Linked DNA regions of Mus musculus: region 1 is linked to region 2. A link is a contact called in public HiChIP or PLAC-seq data. All regions are on one chromosome and are shown on one strand. The core of a region is the stretch at or near the end of the contact, and the rest is flanking DNA. Distances in the headings are between cores, read along the strand shown. Region 1 has its middle 41 kb from the start of Zfp326. Region 2 has its middle 15 kb from the start of Lrrc8d.

What was found. HiChIP or PLAC-seq counts read pairs in DNA pulled down with a chosen protein or histone mark.
Region 1: a contact with region 2 is called in a FOXA1 HiChIP or PLAC-seq map of pancreatic cancer cells. The contact joins two enhancer-like sites. A contact is called at or near these places in 7 of 39 promoter capture datasets (the HPC-7 cell line, cranial neural crest, hematopoietic stem and progenitor cells and 3 more), 4 of 15 datasets of contacts at CTCF or cohesin (CD8 T cells, the NIH/3T3 cell line, large pre-B cells and 1 more), 13 of 484 Hi-C or Micro-C datasets (the Ba/F3 cell line, the CH12 cell line, ECoMG myeloid progenitors and 9 more), 22 of 115 datasets of contacts at active chromatin or transcription factors (the 230-238 cell line, the HPC-7 cell line, T-cell acute lymphoblastic leukemia and 16 more) and 5 of 9 other capture datasets (adipose tissue, embryonic stem cells, liver and 2 more).

What each region holds. Positions count from the first base shown.
Region 1 is chr5:105,834,051-105,837,577 of GRCm38.p6, forward strand. No RefSeq gene overlaps it. Among named protein-coding and RNA genes, the nearest start is that of Zfp326, 41 kb to the right of the region's middle. Within about 2 kb of position 2,026, at least 43 of the 459 cell types and tissues checked have an H3K27ac peak or open chromatin away from gene starts, as enhancers often do. A contact at or near this core is called in the HL-1 cell line, hepatocytes and pancreatic cancer cells, where this site is marked.
Region 2 is chr5:105,683,159-105,687,155 of GRCm38.p6, forward strand. No RefSeq gene overlaps it. Among named protein-coding and RNA genes, the nearest start is that of Lrrc8d, 15 kb to the right of the region's middle. Within about 2 kb of position 1,958, at least 111 of the 459 cell types and tissues checked have an H3K27ac peak or open chromatin away from gene starts, as enhancers often do. A contact at or near this core is called in the HL-1 cell line, hepatocytes and pancreatic cancer cells, where this site is marked.

The DNA.
Region 1 (3,527 bases), core at 776-3,275, 150 kb after region 2:
GGACATTAGTCCCAGTCTCCACTGTGCAGTTCCCCAACAGAACCCACACACATTTCCCGCCTGAGAGGAGCTGAGGTTGGGCAGAGTTTAACTTCCTCTACTGTCCAGCTGATGGCAAAGGCATTCACCTTTGCACCTAGAGAGAAAAGACAGCAGCAACTGGGAGCAGTTCTGAGAACGGGCAGGAGGGAACAGAGGTCTTTGAAAAAGGCTTAGATCTTTAGGGAGGTTGGAGAAGAGGGGACAGCGGAGGCCTGGGGAGTTGGAAAAGGAGGAGGAAGCAGCTGTCCCCGTCCCAGAAGCTCACGCAGAAAGTCCTTGTCTCGTGTGCTGACCTACACATTTCCCACAATTCTCACTCAGGTGGGGTCCCAGAATGTTCATCTGAATCTGGGGGGGGGGGGGAGCGGGCAGCTTGCGTCTTTATCAGTGTTTATGAGGCGTTCTAACTGGTGAAAACAGATGTGGGTATGTTAAGAAATGATCACTCAGTAAGGAGAGTAGTCTGAGTGGGACATGTGTAAAAACAACAAAAACAAAACAAACAAAAACCACTTTTCCTCCCAGCCATTTAATTTCCAGAAATAATGACTCTGAAACTAATTATTTATTAATAAATGTCTTCAGTGTAAGCTTAGGCTTGTTCTCTGACTTCTTAATTTATTATCCCTTTATTCTAACCTGGGTTCAGCTACGTGGCAGGCTCCCACTTCTTGTCTTCTTACGTCTGACTCCTCAGAGTTCCTGGGGTGAATCGCCCCTTTATTCTATCCTGAGTTCAGCTACCTGCTGGTTTACATATGTCTGTCTCAATGTTCTGGTACATCCTGTCGGTCCTGTTCAACATTCTGGGGCCTCACCTGCTGGATGCCCCACCTCCTGTTTTTTGCCTCAGCTCATTGGCCATCGGCTTTTTTATTGACAGGTGATGCTTACAAGAGATTCTCTCTACAGACACAGGCTAGAATGCCCCCATAACTATGAAAATGAGATGCTGACCCATGTATATCCAAAGAACGGAGCCTTAACACACTGAGTACTTTTTAAATTGCTCTTTATTTCTGGTTATGTTTATGTCTGTGTATGTGCACACACTTGTGTGCGCTGGTACCCTCAGAAAACAAAAGAGAGCATCAGGCCCTCTGAAGTTGGCGTTGCAGGAAGTTGTGGACGGCCTGCTGTTTGTGCTGGGAGCTGAACTCGTCCTCTTCCGAGGGATGATTCAGGCGGGGAAAGCACTTGCTGTGGAGAAGCATGAGGACCTGAGGTCGAAGCTCCAGAGCCCACAGGCACTGCAACACGGGCATCTGCAATCCTAGAAGTCTGACAGGAAGCTAGGATTCAGAGACTGAAGCCCCCAGATGCTGATGTGACTTGCTGACCGGACCAGGAGCGTTCCTGAAATCATCCACATAATAGGACCAGAAGGGCTTTTCCTGTGCCCAATGGTGTAGGGTATAATAATTATTTAACCACAGGCCTTTTGTTAAAATCCTGTAAGCAGTGGGGAGAGTGTGGTGGGGAGGCTCTCCACACGTGTTGATGAGGTACCTTCCGATGGCCGGCCCCCTTCTGAGCACCTTTGCTCTCTAAACCTTAAGGCTCTCAGCTGAAGAGATATGGTTCAATTCAATAGAATGAGAGAATTGACCGAGCAATGAGATTAGTTAGTAGACCTAAGATGTGATAAGATCTGAACGGACGCAGAAGTGGAAGGATGAAGTGGGAGAGGCTGAGAAACGTAAGAAATTACGTAGAATCAAATGGATTTGATAGGCAGTTGGAATGAACAGGAGGGAAGGCAGGGGGCGTGGGAGGAGCTTGTGACCTGAGAGGCTCCTCTGCTCCTCTGCCATTGCCCCTCAAGACTATGCTGCGTGGAATTGATAGTTGACCTATTTTAAACCTGGGAGCCTCGGTGGGACTTTATAGGCATGCTGCCCAATTCACTTCCCAGTAGTGCCACAGTTACCTCTGGCTATCAAAGCCAGGACTGTCACAACCAAAGGGCAAACTCAGCATATCAGGGTGAGGTGAGGGTCAATGACCGGTGGCGGCATTCCAGTCCGGACTCTGAGTCACGAATGAGGCTGTCTTGCCTCTTTTGGATGAACCCGTGTGTATGTTGGAGAGCTTGAAGATCCTGGCAGTCCTAGAAAGGGTGGGGCAGGGGACTGACCTCAGGGAAGGGCAAGGAACAAGGAACACAGGCAGAGCTCACTGTGTAAAGCCAGAGCTGACGTACCCTTTTCCTGCAGCAGCAGAAATAAATGCCAAGAGGAGGGGGTGCTTTGAGCCGAGCTCTGACGCTTCGGAGTCAGGTTAGGTGGGTTGACTCCAGGTTTCCTGGGCTGCCACCCCGTCTAAAGTCTGGACACAGTAAGAACATGGTAAATATTTGCTTCTACTCTTCTGAGTAAGTTGGGACTGCAAAAGAATATCAGAAAAAAATTTCTCAAATCCTGAGCAAGAAACAAGGAAAGTATGGCTTTCAAAGCCTTGACAGAGGGGCTGTGGGGATCCCTCAGTCAGTAAAGTGCTTGCTGCAGGAGCAGTGGGACCTGAGTTGGATCCCCAGAGCCCCAGCACCCTGGCATGCTTGGAGGCCCAGTGCTGGGAAGGTGGAGTCTGGTGCGCCCCTGCAAACTTGGTGAGCAGCCTGTTTAGACCACTTGGTGAGATCCAGACTGGCGAGAGGCTCTAAAAGCAAGGTGGGCCGGACTGAAGATTGACATCTCAGGTGTGACCTCTGCACACACTCACATGTGAACCTGCACATACACGTGAACCCATGAGAAAGGACTGGAATCAGCACCAGAGGTTGGGAATGTAGCTCAGTAGAGGAGCTTAGAATTGGGGGAGGGCTCTGGGCTTAGTCCCTGATCAATCTGTGTGTGTGTGTGTGTGTGTGTCTGTCTGTCTGTCTGTCTCTCTCTCTCTCTCTTTCTCTCTCTTCCTCCCTCCCCCTCCCTCTCTCTCTTACACACTTACACACACACACACACACACACACACACACACCATCAAAAGTAGCAAGCAATAAAAGAAAATAACAGAGTAACTGAGTGTCATCATCAAAATCAAACACTTGAAACCTCAATGACACGGTCCATAAGTGTACAAATCCAGGAGGGAATTTTAGAAATCACACAGCTAAGAGAAACTCGTATCTAAAATATATAAAAACACAATTCAGTAATAAAAGATACATCCTTCAGTTTATGGGCAAAAGCATGCATACACATAAAATAAAACATTTTTTTAAAATACCAAGAAACATAAAAGGACATTTCTCTATAGAAGGTTTGTAAAATACCAATAAACACAAGGAAGAAGTGTTCGACATCTTCAGCCTTCTGAGGGAAATGCACTGTTTAGTGGTGTAGCCTCTCACATACACTAGAGTGGACACAATTAAGAAAAAAAAACCAAAGAAATAAATAATAAGAAGTGCTGGCAAGGCCATGAAGAATGGGCCTTAAACATTTCCAGTAAAAATGTAGAATAGTACTGTTGCTTTGGGGAAC
Region 2 (3,997 bases), core at 708-3,207:
ATATGTGTGTGTGTGTGCGAGTGTGTTCAAGTGTGCACTCTCATGTCTGAGTAGTATTACTCTCCCCATTGCTTCTCCCAGGTCTCCTCCCTCCCTGAACTATGCTGGCCTAGCAGCTTCAAACTCCATGGTCCTCCTGTCTCTCTGCCCTTGACACACTGGGTCACAGGCACAGGCGCCACCGCACTCAGCTTCTCCTGTGGGTGTTGGCAATTTGAACTCAAGTTCACACTTGAGCTTGTCTACTGAGCTGTCTCCTGACTACAGCTTCTACATCAGTGGTTCTAACCTGTAGGTATCAACAAATTTGGGGAGGAACGACCTTTTCATGGGGGTATGAAGACCATTGGTCACCTAAGACCATTGGAAAACACAGATATTTACATTACAATTCACAACAGTAACAAAACTAGCTATGAAGTAGCAACAAAAAATAATTTTATGTTTGGTGGTCACAACATGAGGGACTGTATTAAAGGGTTGCATTGTTAGGAAGGCTGAGAACCACTGTCCTATATATTTCTTATTAATATCCACAATAATGTTGACGTAGGCCTCTTCTGCTTAAGAAAAGACAAAATTAAGACATGTCTGTTTCCTATACACTGTTCAGAAAAATTAGACTAGCGCATGATCTATTTCCTCACCTCGTATTTCTGTAGCGCCTTAACAGCTTTTGAGAACATTTTAACCGATTGTTTTTGTTTTTTGCTCTCAAAATGTAATTACTTCTTCTATTGCTTTTGCAAAATGCCTGATGAAACTAACTTAAGGAAGAAAGGGTTTCCTCCGGCTGGTGCTGGAGAGAACAGTGCGTGACCTGGCGGTGGGGGAAGGGTGGGGGGACACTGTGAGAAGCAGCTGGTCCTGAGGCTGGTGAGGAAGCAGGCAGAGAGAAGTACCAAGATTCCCCTCACAGCCTCAGGTTCACTGGTCCTGGAACCCCAGCTGAGTTTCTCCTCAGTTAAACTCTCTGAAAAACAAATCCGCTGCCCCAGAGGTCTGTTTCCATGGTGATCCTAAAGCCAATCATGATGACTATGAAGACAAACAAGGGCTGTGACCCAGGAGACCTTACCCTGACAGATGAGGAAACAGAGGTCTAGACAGGTTAAATATGTCAGGGAGATTCCAGCACCAATAAACACATGAGCAACACCAAGTGAGCTGACCTCCCTGGGTGTGGTGTGCCTGCCTTTCACCCTAGCACCTAGGAGACAGAGCCAAGAGAATCTCTACAAGCTCCAGGCCTGTTAGAGATAAGCTGTGAGACCTTATTTACAAGCAAACAACAAAACAAAGCCAGCAACAACTGGGTGTGCTGACACAAGTCTTTATGCCCAGCACTTAGGAGACAGAAGCAGGTTGGTCACTGTTAGGTCCAGGTCATTCAGGTATACAAAGGGAGTTACAAGCCAGCAGGAATACACAGTGAGACCCTGCCTACAAACAACAAAAACAAAAATAAATAAACAACAGCAACAACAAGAAGCCGTTTTGTGGGGCTAGGGATGTAGCTCAGTTGGCAGGGTAACTGTCTAGCATGCATGGAACACTGGGTTCCACTCCCAGACTCCCAAAAGCCAGGCGTGGTGGGGTAAGCCTGTCCTCCCAACACTTGGGAGATGGAGGCAGGAAGTTCAAGGTCTTCTGTGTGGATTACATGATACCCTGCCCCAAAATGCTGTCTTTCATATTATGTATAAAACAGAGCTTTTAAAAATATTATTATTATTATTATTATTATTATTACCACCATTATTATTATTTAGCACTCCTAAGGACAGTTTCCTTGTAAATCAGAGTCTTCACGCTCACATTTACATTTAGATTAAGTCATTGAAGCATTCAACACTAGAGGGCGCACCACGAGAAGGCTGGCTGCAGAGACGCCCAGAAAGCCTGCCAGTGCAGCTAGACACCTGGCAACGCAAGGATGAAACAGGAAATGAGCAATAAAAATCTACAGATAGCATCTCCAGGCCAAATGTCACGGGCTGCTTGATGGGTTACGAACCAGTGCTCGCCACTCACCCACCCCCACCTCATCACCACCCCACCCCCATCCCCACCCCACCCTTACCCCAGCTCCACACCAGCCCCACACCAGCCCCACCCTAGTAATGGAATGACCTTTCCCATTTAGTCTCAGATCTCAGTAAAACAGGACTGGTATAATTATCTCCGCTTTATAGATTAAGAAACTGGGCTGAAGAGATGGCTCAGCGGTTAAGAGCACTGACTGCTCTTCCAGAAGTCCGAGTTCAAATTCCAGCAACCACATTGGCTCACAACCATCTGTAATGAGATCTGAGGCCCTCTTCTGGTGGGTCTGAAGACAGCTACAATGTACTTACATATCATTCATAAATAAATAAATAAATAAATAAATAAATAAAATTTTAAAAAATCTTTGGGCCGGAACGAGTGGGACCGGAGGTGGGGGGTGGGGGAAGGAAGAAACTGAAGTTATACTAAAAGCGAGCGATGGCGATGTTTTCAAAGTCCTAAGTACAGGAGCATTTTACTGTCTGCCTTCTTCAAATGGCATGGATAGTTGATGTTTGAGTCAGTGTCTTCATTTGCAGAACTCTTTAAGATTCTTACATCGAGCCAGGCAGTGGTGGCACATGCCTTTAATCCCAGCACTTGAGAGGCAGAGGCAGGCGGATTTCTGAGTTCGAGGCCAGTCTGGTCTACAGAGTGAGTTCCAGGATAGCCAGGGCTACACAGAGAAACCCTGTCTCGAGAAAAAAAAAAAAAAAAAAAAAAAAAAAAAAAAAAAAAGATTCTTACATCGAAACTCCCTTGTTCCGCATCCTTGACTCCTGGCTGGCCAGTCTCCCTGCAGTCACAGTCACAAATACCTTTCTGGATTTCTCTCTTGCTCCATTCCACACTTGCTAACTGGAAGTGCCTTCCCCCTTCTCTTGCCATTTCTGAGGCCAGTGAGCTCCCCTCCCCCACCCCACGGCCACCCCACCCAAGGTCTTCTTAGCACTCCTCTGTGTGTCTTTAGAGGACTCTGTATTGACCCTGACTCCTAGGGCTTCCTATGCTGCAAGGGGAGCTCCTAAATGCTGCCTCACACTGGCTCATAATTCTTTGCAGGGGTCAGAAACACCTCAAGTCCTATTTGTAGGCGCCAAGCCCTATACACAGTGTGATCCCAAGGCTGGGTTAATATCCGGTTCATTTATTAAGCATCCTGAGTGGTTATCATGATTACGGTGTGGGTAGCTGGTGAGCTCTGAGTCCGGGTGCCTCTGCTTGCATTCATTTGAATGAGTTCACACTTCTGTATTACGCCATCCACCCAGATTTGCATTTGTTACTGCTACTTCAAACATTTTCTCAGGATGCTTCATTTCTACACATTTGTTTCTCAAAAGTGGCAGCTGTAGGACTGGGGATGCGGTTGAAAGGTGGCTCGCCTAGAGGGCACAAGGCTCTAACCACCCCCACCCCCACCCCGATTTAGGTGAAAGCCTATAATCCTAGCACTTAGGAGGTAGAAACAGGAAAACAAAAAACCAACGCCATTTTTGGCTGTGTAGTGAGTCTAGAGCCAGCCTAGGATACAGGATTCCCTTTTTAAAAGCTGAACTATCTTGATTTATATAAGCACGGAAAGTGTGCCACCCTGTGGTCAGGAGTCAGGGTGGGACCCCCAGAGGAGCTGTGACGTCATAGCTATTTCACCACCTTCATTTTCCCTGTCGATCTAGTGTTGTTGAACTGGACACATATTTCTTTTCGTCCTTGGATGTGACTGATGCTATGCTAGACCCTGGAGAATCAGAATGCATATGGAAGTGGGTTCACTGACAAAGCAGGTGCCTGGTGTGTGTCCTGGTTTGGATCCCTAACGTTAAAGAAAAATAATCAAAAGCCACATCCAGTTCCTGAAACTGAACCTGTAATGGTTACGACGGAGCCATCTCAAGATCCCTATGTCGGTGTGTTTAACTGTTAGCAAGAAAGAAGAAATGATTCC